Linked DNA regions of Mus musculus: regions 1, 2 and 3 are each linked to region 4. The links are chromatin contacts, called in public Hi-C and HiChIP or PLAC-seq maps. All regions are on one chromosome and are shown on one strand. The core of a region is the stretch at or near the end of the contact, and the rest is flanking DNA. Distances in the headings are between cores, read along the strand shown. Region 1 has its middle 380 kb from the start of Rarb. Region 2 has its middle 400 kb from the start of Gm32121. Region 3 has its middle 270 kb from the start of Rarb. Region 4 holds the start of Rarb (retinoic acid receptor, beta).

Region 1 (3,200 bases), core at 505-3,004, 380 kb before region 4:
AGGTGAGTCTGGCTAGAGAATGGAGACTGTGTGCAGTTTCATTTTCTGGCCTGGAAATATTGTAGAACACACAGTGACATCAGCTCTGTCAACAGATAAAGTGCAGGGGAGAGATCTTTCAAGCAAGTACTCAGAGAATGTTACTGTGGTAATATTGACCTGAGACAATACTTGCCCTCTCCTCTCCTCTGTCTTTCCATCCCACTCCCTTGCCTTTCTCTTTCTCACATCAGCCCATTCCCCATTCTTCCCAGCATGCTCACCATTCCTTTAAGGGACTTGCCTCAGAGTAGAGCCCACAGAGTAGAGGTGAATGGGACACATTATTGTGGATTCTAGTTTATCAGGAATGTTCAAATGAGCCGAGTCAGCCTTCAAATGATTAAGTTTTATAGCAAAGTTTATTAAACTCTGATGATAAAAAAAAAAAGCAACCAATCTTCTGGCCATTTTCTTACTAGATTATCACAGAAGTACTATGAGATAGGTGTTCTATCTGGCATAATGTCTACCCACAAGTCCTATCTGCTTAGATAATTTAAAGACAGTCCCCCATCTCAGGAGCTCACTGAGGCTGTATATTCTGTTTCCTTCCTCATATTTCTGCAATGCAGAACAGTCTTCCAAGGAGAAGGAGTTGTGAAATGTCTGTTTAGTTTAGCAAATGATTAAATCTTGTTATGAATTTTGCTTTTCATTGGAAGTTCTGGAAGGGTGGATTGGTGAGCAGTGTGTTATCACCAGAGTTTAATATGTCAACCTGACATTCCCTGTGTCTGTCACCATCTCCAAACCCCAGGGAATGTTGCTTGCCACCCTCAATTCCTCACCATCCACATCCCGGGCCTTCTCTCCACAGTGTTGTTCATGGTGGCTATTTACCCTCTAAATATTTGAAACCAACATCTTCATTTGCATCTGTTGGAGAGGTTCTTGAGATCTAGCTCGAAAATTCTGTCTTTATGTCCTAGCTCTAGTGGCTTTTCTCAGTCCCTAAAGCAGAGGGATAAGAGGAACATGTTCCAGTAAGCAACTGAGTAGGAGTGTGTTTGAGAACTCTGAAGGTCATGACCCTTTTCCTCCTATTATGATACACTCATAATTCATGAGATAACACGTGCGTGCCTAGATAAGGCCTTCTTAAAATTCCTCCCTTTTTCCTTAGCCTAAATTCCTCTTTAAGATTTGAAGCCCTGGAGGACAGAGTATCATTTCCCATATTGTGATCTGAAGTCAATTTAAAAAGATTAACTAATAATAAAATAACTAAGAAGTTGGATTTGTATGTGCATAAATAATAAAAATTAATATAAAGACTGCTCTGGGAGCCCAGGAACTCAGGGAGGAGTGGAGGTGTTGACACCACAGTCAAGAAACAGGGGAGTGCAGAACACAGAAGAGGGGAGACATCCGAGATGACCAAGCAATTAGAGGGTAGCATTTACTAGCCATCTTCCCCTGCACATACAATCAGTGGCTGAGTTTCCCTTCTCCAGCAGTGAGAGAAGGAGACATGTGTGACATACTGTTCTTCCCAGTTTTCCAGAAAATTGTACCTTAGTCATGAACCTTAGAATTCCCATCAAATCCATAGTCTTTTTGGTGTCAGTGGAGGCGTTGGTGATGTGTGCTCACAGCTGTCTAAAGCTCGGGCTAACTCTTCAGGGGCAGCACGCAGTCAAAGTTTTCTGCTGGCTTTGTAGCCCTTTGCTCTGAGCTGGCTCTTTAGCCAGCTGACCCAGGACTTTCTTTATTGTATGCGGCTATCACTCACTGTCAAGACTAGAGAAATTATATCAAATCCAGGCCCTGATAGAGAAATTGCACTCTTGAGTGTTCTCCTTTATGCAACTTGATGGACACCAAATAAAACAACACAGTTGTGAGAATCTAATCCACTGTGTGATTGATTGGTTACCCATGTCCCCATTAGCTGCAATGATTTCTTCTATTCCTTTTAAGGTTGCACTTTGATTTCTTAATAAAATTTACTGCCCTGAACACTTCACTTCGTTGCAATTAAGAGCACAAATGAGCATGAACTTCACTGTGGGACTCTGTAACTCCAGCTCTTCCATTGTGTTTAATCTACAAAGCAGACACATTTACTGCAAGCATTTATGTCTTCAGGGTTACTGTAGCACAGGCTAGATTTTCTGAGTCCTTTAAGACTGCTATAAGGAGATGGGTTGGATTGAAAGCCTCATATGAGCATGCCGTTCTTACTCGCCCACTGGCTTTCTAAGGAAGGGGCACACATTGACAAATGCTGGCATGTCACTTTGTTTGTGAAGTTACAACAAAAAGGATTATTTGTGAAAGTACATTTCATCCTCCATAGTGTGTGACTATGCCTTTATGTTTTCCAACTTATTGAGGTATAATTAACAAATGAAATGATATAAATTAAGGTGTTCACCATGGTTTGGCAATGTATGCTTTCTGACATTTATTATTCACGCTTACTGTAAGCATTTCTGTCTTCAGAATTACTTTTTCCAAATCATCTTATTTCTGGCAAATTGAGTTACAGGTACATCTATTTCCTCACATAATTTTCTCTATGTCTGTATGTCTGTCTGTCTATATGTCTGTCTGCCTCCCTCGAGCGTGCTATCTCTCACTCTCTCTCTGCATTTGTGTGTGCCATCTGTGTCTCTCTCTGTGTGTTTGTGTGTGTGTATAGATGACTGTCTATCTGTCTGTGTGTCTGCCTGTGACTGTCTCTGTGTGTGTGTCTGTCTCTCACTCTGTGCATTTGTGTGTGTGACTGTCTTCTGTCTCTGTATGTCTCTCTTTCTGTGTATATGTGTATGTCTGTCTGCCTGTGTGTGTGTGTGTGTGTGTGTGTGTGTGTATGTAAACATGTAAGATATAAGCACCAAGTGAATTTTGAGTATAGAGCAGTCAGGTATGATTCCACAGTTTGTTGATCTGCATGGCTCTAGCCTCCCACACTCTGGGCCAACATACATCCCTATCCTGTCACCTCAGACCCTGCCAACTGCCATTACCCTCCCACTCTTGTAATTTTCCCACGTCTCCTGTCAAAGCTCTGAACAAGAAGTGCTTCCTGTCCCTTGTGAAGAACCAGGGAAAATGTTGAAACTCTGGGAGTGAATTTGTGGGCCAGGTTCAGTGATGAGGAGGCTTGAAGCCCTTAGGGGAGGGACTCTTAGGGGAATATAAGTTTCAATACT
Region 2 (3,355 bases), core at 456-2,955, 440 kb before region 4:
ATAGGAACAATGCCTGTGCTTTTCCTGGCATACTGCCTTTATGACCCTGAGCTTCTCAACTGACAGGCCCCTCTTACTGTTTTGAAAACAGCTCTTATAGTGCACATTGAGGAAGACATAGTCTCCAAAGTGTTTGTAAGCAGAGCTGGGAATATCTGATATTTGTTGGCTAATCCGAACATCCAAAACCTGACATTCTTCTCATGCACACTTCCAGTCTTGGGATTTCAGACCTAGGGATGCAGAGGCCATATTATTTTCTGTGTTTCATTCAGTTGACTAAAGGCCAAACCTTTACTGAGTCTTACAGCACATGCTCAGTCCTTTGCCTTTTGTTGTAAAGACTTACATTTACTTGGACATCCCCCCCCCTTTTCTTTTTTATTTCTATGTTCTGGAATTTGTTTTCCCACCCTTTTCTAAGACCAAACTAGTTTGTATGAGCTTTTTTTTGTTTTTGTTTTTTTGTTTTTTTGTTTTGTTTTGTTTTGTTTTTTTTCAAGTCAGGGTTTCTCTGTGTAACCCTGGCTGTCCTGGAACTCACTCTGTAGACCAGGCTGGCCTCGAACTCAGAAATCTGCCTGTCTCTGCCTCCCAAGTGCTGGGATTGCATTTTTAAAACTCTTATATATCCTAGCACTTTTTCAAATTCCTATAGATACTGTTGTAGTGATTTTGAAATGTGGATTGCTTTCTATTTCACACCATATTTGTGTGTGTTTCACTGGAATCCCTGGAGCAAAATACATTGTATTGACTTAAGAAATTGTAAGAAATAGGGACAGGGAACAAACGGGGAGAAACTGAGAGAGAAAGAGAGGGAGAGAGAGGGAGAGAGAGAGAGAGAGAGAGAGAGAGAGAGAGAGAGAGAGAGAGAGAGAGAGATATTCTGAGTAGTTAGTTCTCCATAAGAGGCAATTCCATCCTTTTTGGTTGCTCTCTGGACTATGAACTGTTCAACATGAATTATTGATGACCTGACTAGAGGATGGTAGGAAATAGGGTAGGGAGAGGGCATTGGCTTGTCAGAATTGCTTAGTGGAGATCAGGCTCACAGGTCTAGAATAAGAAACAGACTTTAGAGGGAAATGGATGTGATATTCCCAATAGTGACGCAGAGTTGACACTGCTGATTTCATGATGAACACATCTGCTCTCCTGTGGTGTAGTGACTCAGCACTCTGCCAGGTTCTCTTGGGCACTAGTGGTTCATTTCTAGAAGGTAAGGTTTAAGCAGATCCCATTTGAATATAAAGTAATATGACTGTTTTGTCAGTCTGACATGGTGCAATGCAGGGCCTATAATAACATGTGTATTACTTAGATGTTTTGATATCAAAGCAGGCTTACATGGCATATCACACTGGGCCCCCATTTTGCTGAGAAAACTTCATGCTTACTCTTCTTGTCTCATTAATTTCCTTCTGCCTTGACCCCTTTGGCTGGATGCTGAAAGGACTTCTTTAGCCTGTGGGGCTAATTTTTAAATTGAATTATCTTTGATTTCTAAAACTTTAATTTTATATTTACTTATACCTGTGGGTGCCTCTGCCTCTCTGTCTGTATGTCTGTCTCTGTCTCTGTCTCTGTCTCTGTCTCTGTCTCTGTCTCTGTCTCTGTCTCTCTCTCTCTCTCTCTGTGTGTGTGTGTGTGTGTGTGTATACAAAAGAAGGTCACATGAGGGCATCAGATCCCCAGGAGTTGGAGTTAAAGGTAACTATGAACTGCCTAGTATGTGGTTTAAACCAAATAATGGCCCTTAGAAAGCAGGAAGCATTCTTAGCTGCTGAGTCATCTCTCCAGGCTCCTAATCAAAAAAAAAAAAAAATCTTGTTTTATTGGTGATGACTAATTTATTTTTATTATCTAGTATATAAGAGGAATTTATTAAGTGTGTGCTTACGTGTATTGCAAGTGTGCACACAAGTGTCATGCAGGTGTGTAAATACCCTTTTTCTTCATTAAATTTTAGGCTTTAAGAAGAGTGTTGCCTCTTTTGAGAACATAATTTTTTTCTTTTTTTTTCCATTTTTTATTAGGTATTTAGCTCATTTACATTTCCAATGCTATACCAAAAGTCCCCCATATCCACCCACCCCCACTCCCCTGCCCACCCACTCCCCCTTTTTGGCCCTGGTGTTCCCCTGTACTGGGGCATATAAAGTTTGCAAGTCCAATGGGCCTCTATTTCCAGTGATGGCCGACTAGGCCATCTTTTGATATATATGCAGCTAGAGTCAAGAGCTCCGGGGTACTGGTTAGTTCATAATGTTGTTCCACCTATAGGGTTGCAGATCCCTTTAGCTCCTTGGGTACTTTCTCTAGCTCCTCCATTGGGAGCCCTATGATCCATCCATTAGCTGACTGTGAGCATCCACTTCTGTGTTTGCTAGGCCCCGGCATAGTCTCACAAGAGACAGCTACATCTAGGTCCTTTCAATAAAATCTTGCTAGTGTATGCAATGGTGTCAGCGTTTGGATGCTGATTATGGGGTGGGTCCCTGGATATGGCAGTCTCTACATGGTCCATCCTTTCATCTCAGCTCCAAACTTTGTCTCTGTAACTCCTTCCATGGGTGTTTTGTTCCCAAATCTAAGGAGGGGCATAGTGTCCACACTTCAGTCTTCATTCTTCTTGAGTTTCATGTGTTTAGCAAATTATATCTTATATCTTGGGTATCCTAGGTTTGGGGCTAATATCCACTTATCAGTGAGTACATATTGTGTGAGTTTCTTTGTGAATGTGTTACCTCACTCAGGATGATGCCCTCCAGGTCTATCCATTTGGCTAGGAATTTCATAAATTCATTCTTTTTAATAGCTGAGTAATACTCCATTGTGTAGATGTACCACATTTTCTGTATCCATTCCTCTGTTGAGGGGCATCTAGGATCTTTCCAGCTTCTGGCTATTATAAATAAGGCTGCTATGAACATAGTGGAGCATGTGTCCTTCTTACCAGTTGGGGCATCTTCTGGATATATGCCCAGGAGAGGTATTGCTGGATCCTCCGATAGTACTATGTCCAATTTTCTGAGGAACCGCCAGACTGATTTCCAGAGTGGTTGTACAAGCCTGCACTCCCACCAACAATGGAGGAGTGTTCCTCTTTCTCCACATCCTCGCCAGCATCTGCTGTCACCTGAATTTTTGATCTTAGCCATTCTGACTGGTGTGAGGTGGAATCTCAGGGTTGTTTTGATTTGCATTTCCCTGATGATTAAGGATGTTAAACATTTTTTCAGGTGCTTCTCTGCCATTCGGTATTCCTCAGGTGAGAATTCTTTGTTCAGTTCTGAGCCCCATTTTTTAATGGGGTTATTTGATTTTCTGAAGTCCACCTTCTTGAGTTCTT
Region 3 (3,003 bases), core at 86-2,585, 270 kb before region 4:
TGGATTAGACAGATAATCTGCTGGAGGAAAAAATTTTAGCTAGAGCCAACAGCCTTTTAAAAAAAATTAAAAATCATTATAATCTAGAAGCTATAATTCTTTCTGTTTTCCACCCAAAACAACAATAGGATTCTTGGCAAGTGATGGTGATTTCTGGCTTAGGAAGACCAGACCACACACCTGTGTGCCAGATGTACCTTGCAACCATAACTCTCTCAGATTTCTGTGAAGTCTGCCCCATGCTGACTCCTTTCTACAGAGAAGGGACATTGGTCTCCAGTCTTCTGCAGGCGAGGTTCCCTGGGGTTTGCTTGTTTGCTTAGTTTATAGGCCCCTTCATTGAATTTCAATGTCTTGAGTGACCTTTGCCAGCACAGGAGGCCTTAGTCATTTGCTCATGGGTGAGTCTGCGTTCTCTGCATGTTTGGTTTCTGCCAGGCGCTTTTCTAACTGTATCACTAGTTGTCAGCCTTCTCTACCCGGTCGGCCATATCAACATCAATCCTAGTTAATGGATGATCAGGTCCTCAGGATTTCCATGGGGTGCCTGAACAGTGTCATCTGATACTGAATGTAGCTTTAATGAGAATGAATGGGGCTCGATAACGGATGGATCTGCATTGATACACCCTGGGACAGGACACCTTTGTGGCCCCGCTTTGTTTCTGTAGGAATGCCTCTGCACTGAATCTGGGCCATTTCTATACCACTGTGCTAAGAACTGTGGAGTCTCATTCATCTCCACAGAGGCCAGCTCACCCTGGAGGCCCATCTGTTTGAGTGGATGCAGGAAAATGTCACAGACATGTGGCCCGTTCACGCACATTGCCACTGAGAGATTTCTGGCTATTAATCTCCCTCGGTTGTGATGACTCTCTGGTCACACACATTCTGCTACCGCTTGAAAAAGAAAAAAGAAACAGACTTTTAGAGTTGTCATTTATTTTTATTGTAATTTTAAAAGTGAAATTAAAATTTTAAAAGAATAATAAATAAGTGTTATAGTGTTATTTTACTTTTAATACAGAGTCTAATTGAAGACACTCTCACCACGTGCACACACACACACGAGAGAGAAAGAGAGAGAGAGAGAGAGAGAGAGAGAGAGAGAGAGAGAAGATTTTAAAATGCCTTAGACAGTATTTTTGAGTCCTTCTTAGTATAAGATACCCAATGCTGTGTTTTGGTCCCGAGGACTTTTGAGGCAGAGAATTTTTTGTGCTTATAAATGGTAGCTTAAGCAAGAGAGAAACAACATGGTCTTAACAAGAACAGGACTGAAAGTGGTGCTGACTCTGGCAGATTGCTCGTGTGATACAATAGTTAGGGGCCTGGCAGGCTTTTCACAGTAACCACTGCCAACTGCAGAGTCAGCGCTCTGGAGCTGAATCCTAGTCAGGGGAAAGAAGAGCGACTTCGTTATGTCTGTGGCTTTCTAGCAAATTCCCTGAACTTATTTTTCAGTCAAGAAATCACTCTAAACTGCAGAATTTGTGTATGTGTGTCAATAATACTTCATACAAATGGATGCATAATTCACACAGCACAGGAAACAGTGAAGCATTTGTTAAAAATAAATTGAGTTGTATTTTTTCTTTGTTCCAGTATGAGTATGAACTGATTCATTCAATCAAATATGCCTAATGCTCTAAGGTTTTCTCATGGCCTCGACAGTATTAAGAAATACTAGAGCTTCCTGGGCACCAGGAGCAGCTCCAAACATGTCAACTCACTCTATCTTTCTCACAAACGTGTGAACTGATTGCGTTTAAAATCGACTCAATGAAACTGAGGTCTTACCTGAACGTCTACAGCATTCCCTTACACCACACAGAAACTCATAATTAGAATGCCATCAGTTTTGAAATAGCAATTATTTAAAATATTATTTTAATCATATTTCCATGATTTATATTCTATTACCATAATCATTTAGTATTTAATTTTTAATTTTTTACTTAATTTATTGACATTTCAAATGATATAAACTCTTAACAACAAGCAAGGGCTAACAGTCTCACACCCAGAGAACTCAATACTATGGAACCAGGTTTTGCAAAAAAAAAAAAAAGAGTCCATTACATAGCTAGGAGCTGTGGGGTAGGGTGTGTGCACTATGTGTGTGTGTGCATTTGTTTATGTATGTCTATGTCTATACATGTATGTGTGCATTTGTGTGTGTGCATACAGATATGCATGTGTATATGTATATATGAGTAGGAAGTTCTACGCATGAGTGTGAGTGCATGTATGTGTTTATGTATATGGTTGCGCAGCTGGGCAATTGTACACATGACTGTGTGCACTTTGTGTATATATCTCTGTGATGTCCATCCTCATAACTTGATCTGAAGTCTGCTTTGAGATCTCAGGAAGGAAGTGTAGAGGACCTGCTCACTGGTTCATGATCAGTAAGGGAAGCTGTCGAGTTCCTGTATATAGATGCAGATCATCATGGGTCTTAACTGTAAGCTCTAGCCTTGCAAAGAAAAACATTCCTTGTGTCTGTTTTGTTTCTTTTCTTTCCTTTCCTTTTCTTTTTTCTCTTCTTTTCTTTCTCCCTTCCTCCTCTCTCTCCTTTTCTCTCCCACTTTCCTCCTATTTTCTCTCTTTTTCTTTTGCCCCCCTTTCTCTTATGGATGAGAGAGATTTCTATTGGGGTCAGGAGATACCTTAAGTTTGTAACTGCAGAAGTTATTGCAAATGAACTGGCTTCTCAGCATACCCATTTTTGAAAAGTCCTCTCTCTACATAGTCCCAAAGTGGGTTATGGGGCCTACCCAGAAAAGTAACTAATAGACAACTAACACATGGCTTATTTGTGCCAGTTCAGGTGTGTGGCCTTTTTTAGGTGCATTTTTTTGAATTCTCATGTGTGTTCAAGAGTTCAAAAGACAATGTTTAGACTTGGGCCTGTGTTCTCTTTAACTGCCTTTGTAGCCAGCTTGCATTTGTTTAGAAAATCTATTCTAAAGTTGAACCATTATTACATTATTATTTTAC
Region 4 (3,106 bases), core at 284-2,783:
TAACCAGTTAAAAAAAGAAAAGAGAAATCCTCTTGTCTGAAGATTAGGTTTTTTATTTGTATTTTTTTAAAACAGGTATAATTGGACAGGGGTGGTCTGAGCCAAGTCTAGCTTTCAGAATTATAAAACCCTCATACTTGCCCAGTATGAGGAGTATTTTCAAACTCCACGTTATGTGTGGGGACCTGTGCCTGACGAAGTGGCCACCAACACTCTGTGCATAGACTGAGGATTGGCGTGGGTTCAGACAGGGCACAAGTCTACTAACTGCTGAACACTGTAGCCTCAGGAAGGTCTGGGTATCCTTGGCAAAAGTCCCACAGCTAGAAACAGGAGGCTGAGACACTGCTAATATTCCTTTTGTGTGTTTATTGAGAAGTGACAGGTAGTTATTTACGTTCTATGGATGGTATACAGATGAGAAAACTGGGTCCTAGAGAAAATCAGTATTTTCCTAGACACACAGATGGCCAGTGACAGAGTTACTGTTTTCACCAACCAGCAAACCAGAATCTAAAATTCTTTCTCTGTCTCTCTCTCTCTGTCTCTATATCTCTCTCTGTCTCTCTCTGTCTCTATATCTCTCTCTGTCTCTCTCTGTCTCTATATCTCTCTCTGTCTCTCTCTGTCTCTATATCTCTCTCTGTCTGTCTGTCTCTCTCTCTCTCTCTCTCTCTCTCTCTCACACACACACACACACACACACACACACACACACCTCAGTCTCTGTGTTTTGCCTTTCACTTTCTGTGTTTGTGAGAGTGCGATTGGCAATGGGGGGTGGGGGGTGGGGGGTGGGGGGAGGGAGGTGGTGGATAGAAAGAAGAGAAAGGTGAGATTAGGAACAGAGTTTGGTGCAACTAATCTGTGACTGCTCCAGGTGTTTCTGCCTGCAGGGTTTTTAAAGTCTAAGTAGATCCCAGAAGGGACTTTTCTCTCCCCTCCGGAGCTAGGACAATCCCTTCAGCGAGCTCAGCTAAAGCCTGAAAGAGTGAGAAAAAGGGAGGAAATAATAATAATAATAATAATAATAATAATATGAAGAAGGAATAAAAAGACGGCAGGCTTAATGGAAAGTTTCCCGGCCCCAGAGGCTTCCCTCTGCGAGCGGTGGCGGGGCTCCTGATGGGCAGTTCGGGGCTTGCGGAGTGCTTTTACGGGAGTGGAAAGATACCTAAGTTGCAAGGGCTTGGCCAGGAACAGGAGAGCAGAGAGGAATTTCAGAGGCGAGCTGAGGGCGAGGGTCTCCCTGCCAGGGCCGGCCGATGAAAAGGCGCAAACCGCAGCCGCACTCCCGCTCCTCCCTGCGCTCCTGGCATTGTTTGCACGCTGAGCCGTGGGGAGCACCGCGCGGCTGGCCGCGGACTCGCTGGCTGAAGGCTCTTGCAGGGCTGCTGGGAGTTTTTAAGCGCTGTGAGAATCCTGGGAGTTGGTGATGTCAGACTGGTTGGGTCATTTGAAGGTTAGCAGCCCGGGAAGGGTTCACCGAAAGTTCACTCGCATATATTAGGCAATTCAATCTTTCATTCCGTGTGACAGAAGTGGTAGGAAGTGAGCTGCTCCGAGGCAGGAGGGTCTATTCTTTGCCAAAGGGGGGGACCAGAGTTCCCGTGCGCCGCGGCCACAAGACTGGGATGCAGAGGACGCGAGCCACCCGGGCAGGGAGCGTCTGGGCACCGGCGGGGTAGGACCCGCGCGCTCCCGGAGGCCTGCGCGGGCGTCGCCTGGAAGGGAGAACTTGGGATCGGTGCGGGAACCCCCGCCCTGGCTGGATCGGCCGAGCGAGCCTGGAAAATGGTAAATGATCATTTGGATCAATTACAGGCTTTTAGCTGGCTTGTCTGTCATAATTCATGATTCGGGGCTGGGAAAAAGACCAACAGCCTACGTGCCAAAAAAGGGGCAGAGTTTGATGGAGTTCGTGGACTTTTCTGTGCGGCTCGCCTCCACACCTAGAGGATAAGCACTTTTGCAGAGCGCGGTGCGGAGAGATCATGTTTGACTGTATGGATGTTCTGTCAGTGAGTCCCGGGCAGATCCTGGATTTCTACACCGCGAGCCCTTCCTCCTGCATGCTGCAGGAAAAGGCTCTCAAAGCCTGCCTCAGTGGATTCACCCAGGCCGAATGGCAGCACCGGCATACTGCTCAATGTAGGTTTATTATTTTTTTTCCTTTCTTTTACCAAGGAAAAATAAATGTCTCTCTTGCATGCAATAAAGACACTGGAATAAAGTGCAGTGGTGGCAAGACAAAGGGTTTAATGATTTAATGCTGAAGGGGTGTGATAGGCTGCCATGCATATGGATTCCCTCTGCTGAAATTCCCTTGGAGAGGTTTCTTGAAACGCTCCTGCGCCCCTGTTCTCCCTTACCACCCTATTCTTTCTTGAAGATAGGTGTTTTTTGTTTGTTTGTTTGTTTGTTTTTAAATAAGTACGAAAGGAAGGGGAAAAATAGAAGGTGACCACGGACTTTGAACATTCTTCAAGTAGTGCAATCTGATATTCCATGCAATTTGTGTAACGGGTAGAGAGGGGACTTAACTTTGCTGGGATTAGCCACGAGCTCAGTAACACTTCCCCCTTATGTATTTCAACAGTGCAAAGTAATTAAAATATGACATGGTCTCTTCAAGGAATGCAACCGTGTAAAGGCGGTTAATCAGAGTTCATAATGTACCGGGCAGGATGGTGCAAGATGCTGCCTCCCTCGTTCCCTTCACCGAGAAAAGGCAATATGTCTTAGCTGTGACCCCACTGCCATCTCTCCGAGTTACTTTGTTGGTCTAAGAAGTTTCTGTTTTGCTAGGTTACTCCTGGTCACCAACACCCCTCGGGCTGGCCATTCATTATTTCCATACCTTACAATTCAGTCAGGAGCCTGGACTTCAGTTAAAGGAAAAGAAATCTAAATGGGGTAGCCTCGTTTTCAAAAACAATATTGACTGTTTGGTTATCTGATGCTGACATGGTGCTTCAGCTTCATCAGTCAACAGTAGCTCAGCTGCAGGCCTGAGAAATGACCAGGAGTCCTGGGAAATCTTACATAGAGCTGATGGTAGTGGGAGCCTGCAGGATGCTTCGCCACCCTGACAGTGATTTAGATA

What was found. Hi-C and Micro-C count contacts between places; a contact is called where the count stands out from the background. HiChIP or PLAC-seq counts read pairs in DNA pulled down with a chosen protein or histone mark.
Region 1: a contact with region 4 is called in an H3K4me3 HiChIP or PLAC-seq map of neural tube, with 3 times the contacts expected there. The contact joins the enhancer-like site here to the promoter of Rarb in region 4. A contact is called at or near these places in 4 of 484 Hi-C or Micro-C datasets (cranial neural crest and uterus), 3 of 115 datasets of contacts at active chromatin or transcription factors (craniofacial prominence, neural tube and stem cell-derived neural progenitor cells) and 1 of 9 other capture datasets (embryonic stem cells).
Region 2: a contact with region 4 is called in a Hi-C map of adipose-derived mesenchymal stem cells, with 2.2 times the contacts expected there. The contact joins the enhancer-like site here to the promoter of Rarb in region 4. A contact is called at or near these places in 3 of 484 Hi-C or Micro-C datasets (adipose-derived mesenchymal stem cells and uterus), 6 of 115 datasets of contacts at active chromatin or transcription factors (craniofacial prominence, differentiating embryonic stem cells, extraembryonic endoderm stem cells and 3 more) and 1 of 9 other capture datasets (embryonic stem cells).
Region 3: an H3K27ac HiChIP or PLAC-seq map of neural progenitor cells shows a contact between it and region 4, with 5 times the contacts expected there. The contact joins the enhancer-like site here to the promoter of Rarb in region 4. A contact is called at or near these places in 5 of 484 Hi-C or Micro-C datasets (liver, nephron progenitors and uterus), 5 of 115 datasets of contacts at active chromatin or transcription factors (neural progenitor cells, neural tube, pancreatic cancer cells and 1 more) and 1 of 9 other capture datasets (liver).

What each region holds. Positions count from the first base shown.
Region 1 is chr14:16,958,280-16,961,479 of GRCm38.p6, reverse strand. It overlaps a transcript of Rarb not described here. Among named protein-coding and RNA genes, the nearest start is that of Rarb, 380 kb to the right of the region's middle. Within about 2 kb of position 1,754, at least 43 of the 459 cell types and tissues checked have an H3K27ac peak or open chromatin away from gene starts, as enhancers often do. A contact at or near this core is called in neural tube, where this site is marked.
Region 2 is chr14:17,010,796-17,014,150 of GRCm38.p6, reverse strand. It overlaps a transcript of Rarb not described here. Among named protein-coding and RNA genes, the nearest start is that of Gm32121, 400 kb to the left of the region's middle. Within about 2 kb of position 1,705, at least 14 of the 459 cell types and tissues checked have an H3K27ac peak or open chromatin away from gene starts, as enhancers often do. A contact at or near this core is called in adipose-derived mesenchymal stem cells and pancreatic cancer cells, where this site is marked.
Region 3 is chr14:16,839,478-16,842,480 of GRCm38.p6, reverse strand. It overlaps a transcript of Rarb not described here. Among named protein-coding and RNA genes, the nearest start is that of Rarb, 270 kb to the right of the region's middle. Within about 2 kb of position 1,335, at least 26 of the 459 cell types and tissues checked have an H3K27ac peak or open chromatin away from gene starts, as enhancers often do. A contact at or near this core is called in neural progenitor cells and neural tube, where this site is marked.
Region 4 is chr14:16,573,903-16,577,008 of GRCm38.p6, reverse strand. It overlaps Rarb (retinoic acid receptor, beta), which reads left to right and starts at 1,533. Exons shown (of 8, transcript NM_011243.2): 1 at 1,533-2,151. The coding sequence starts at 1,995.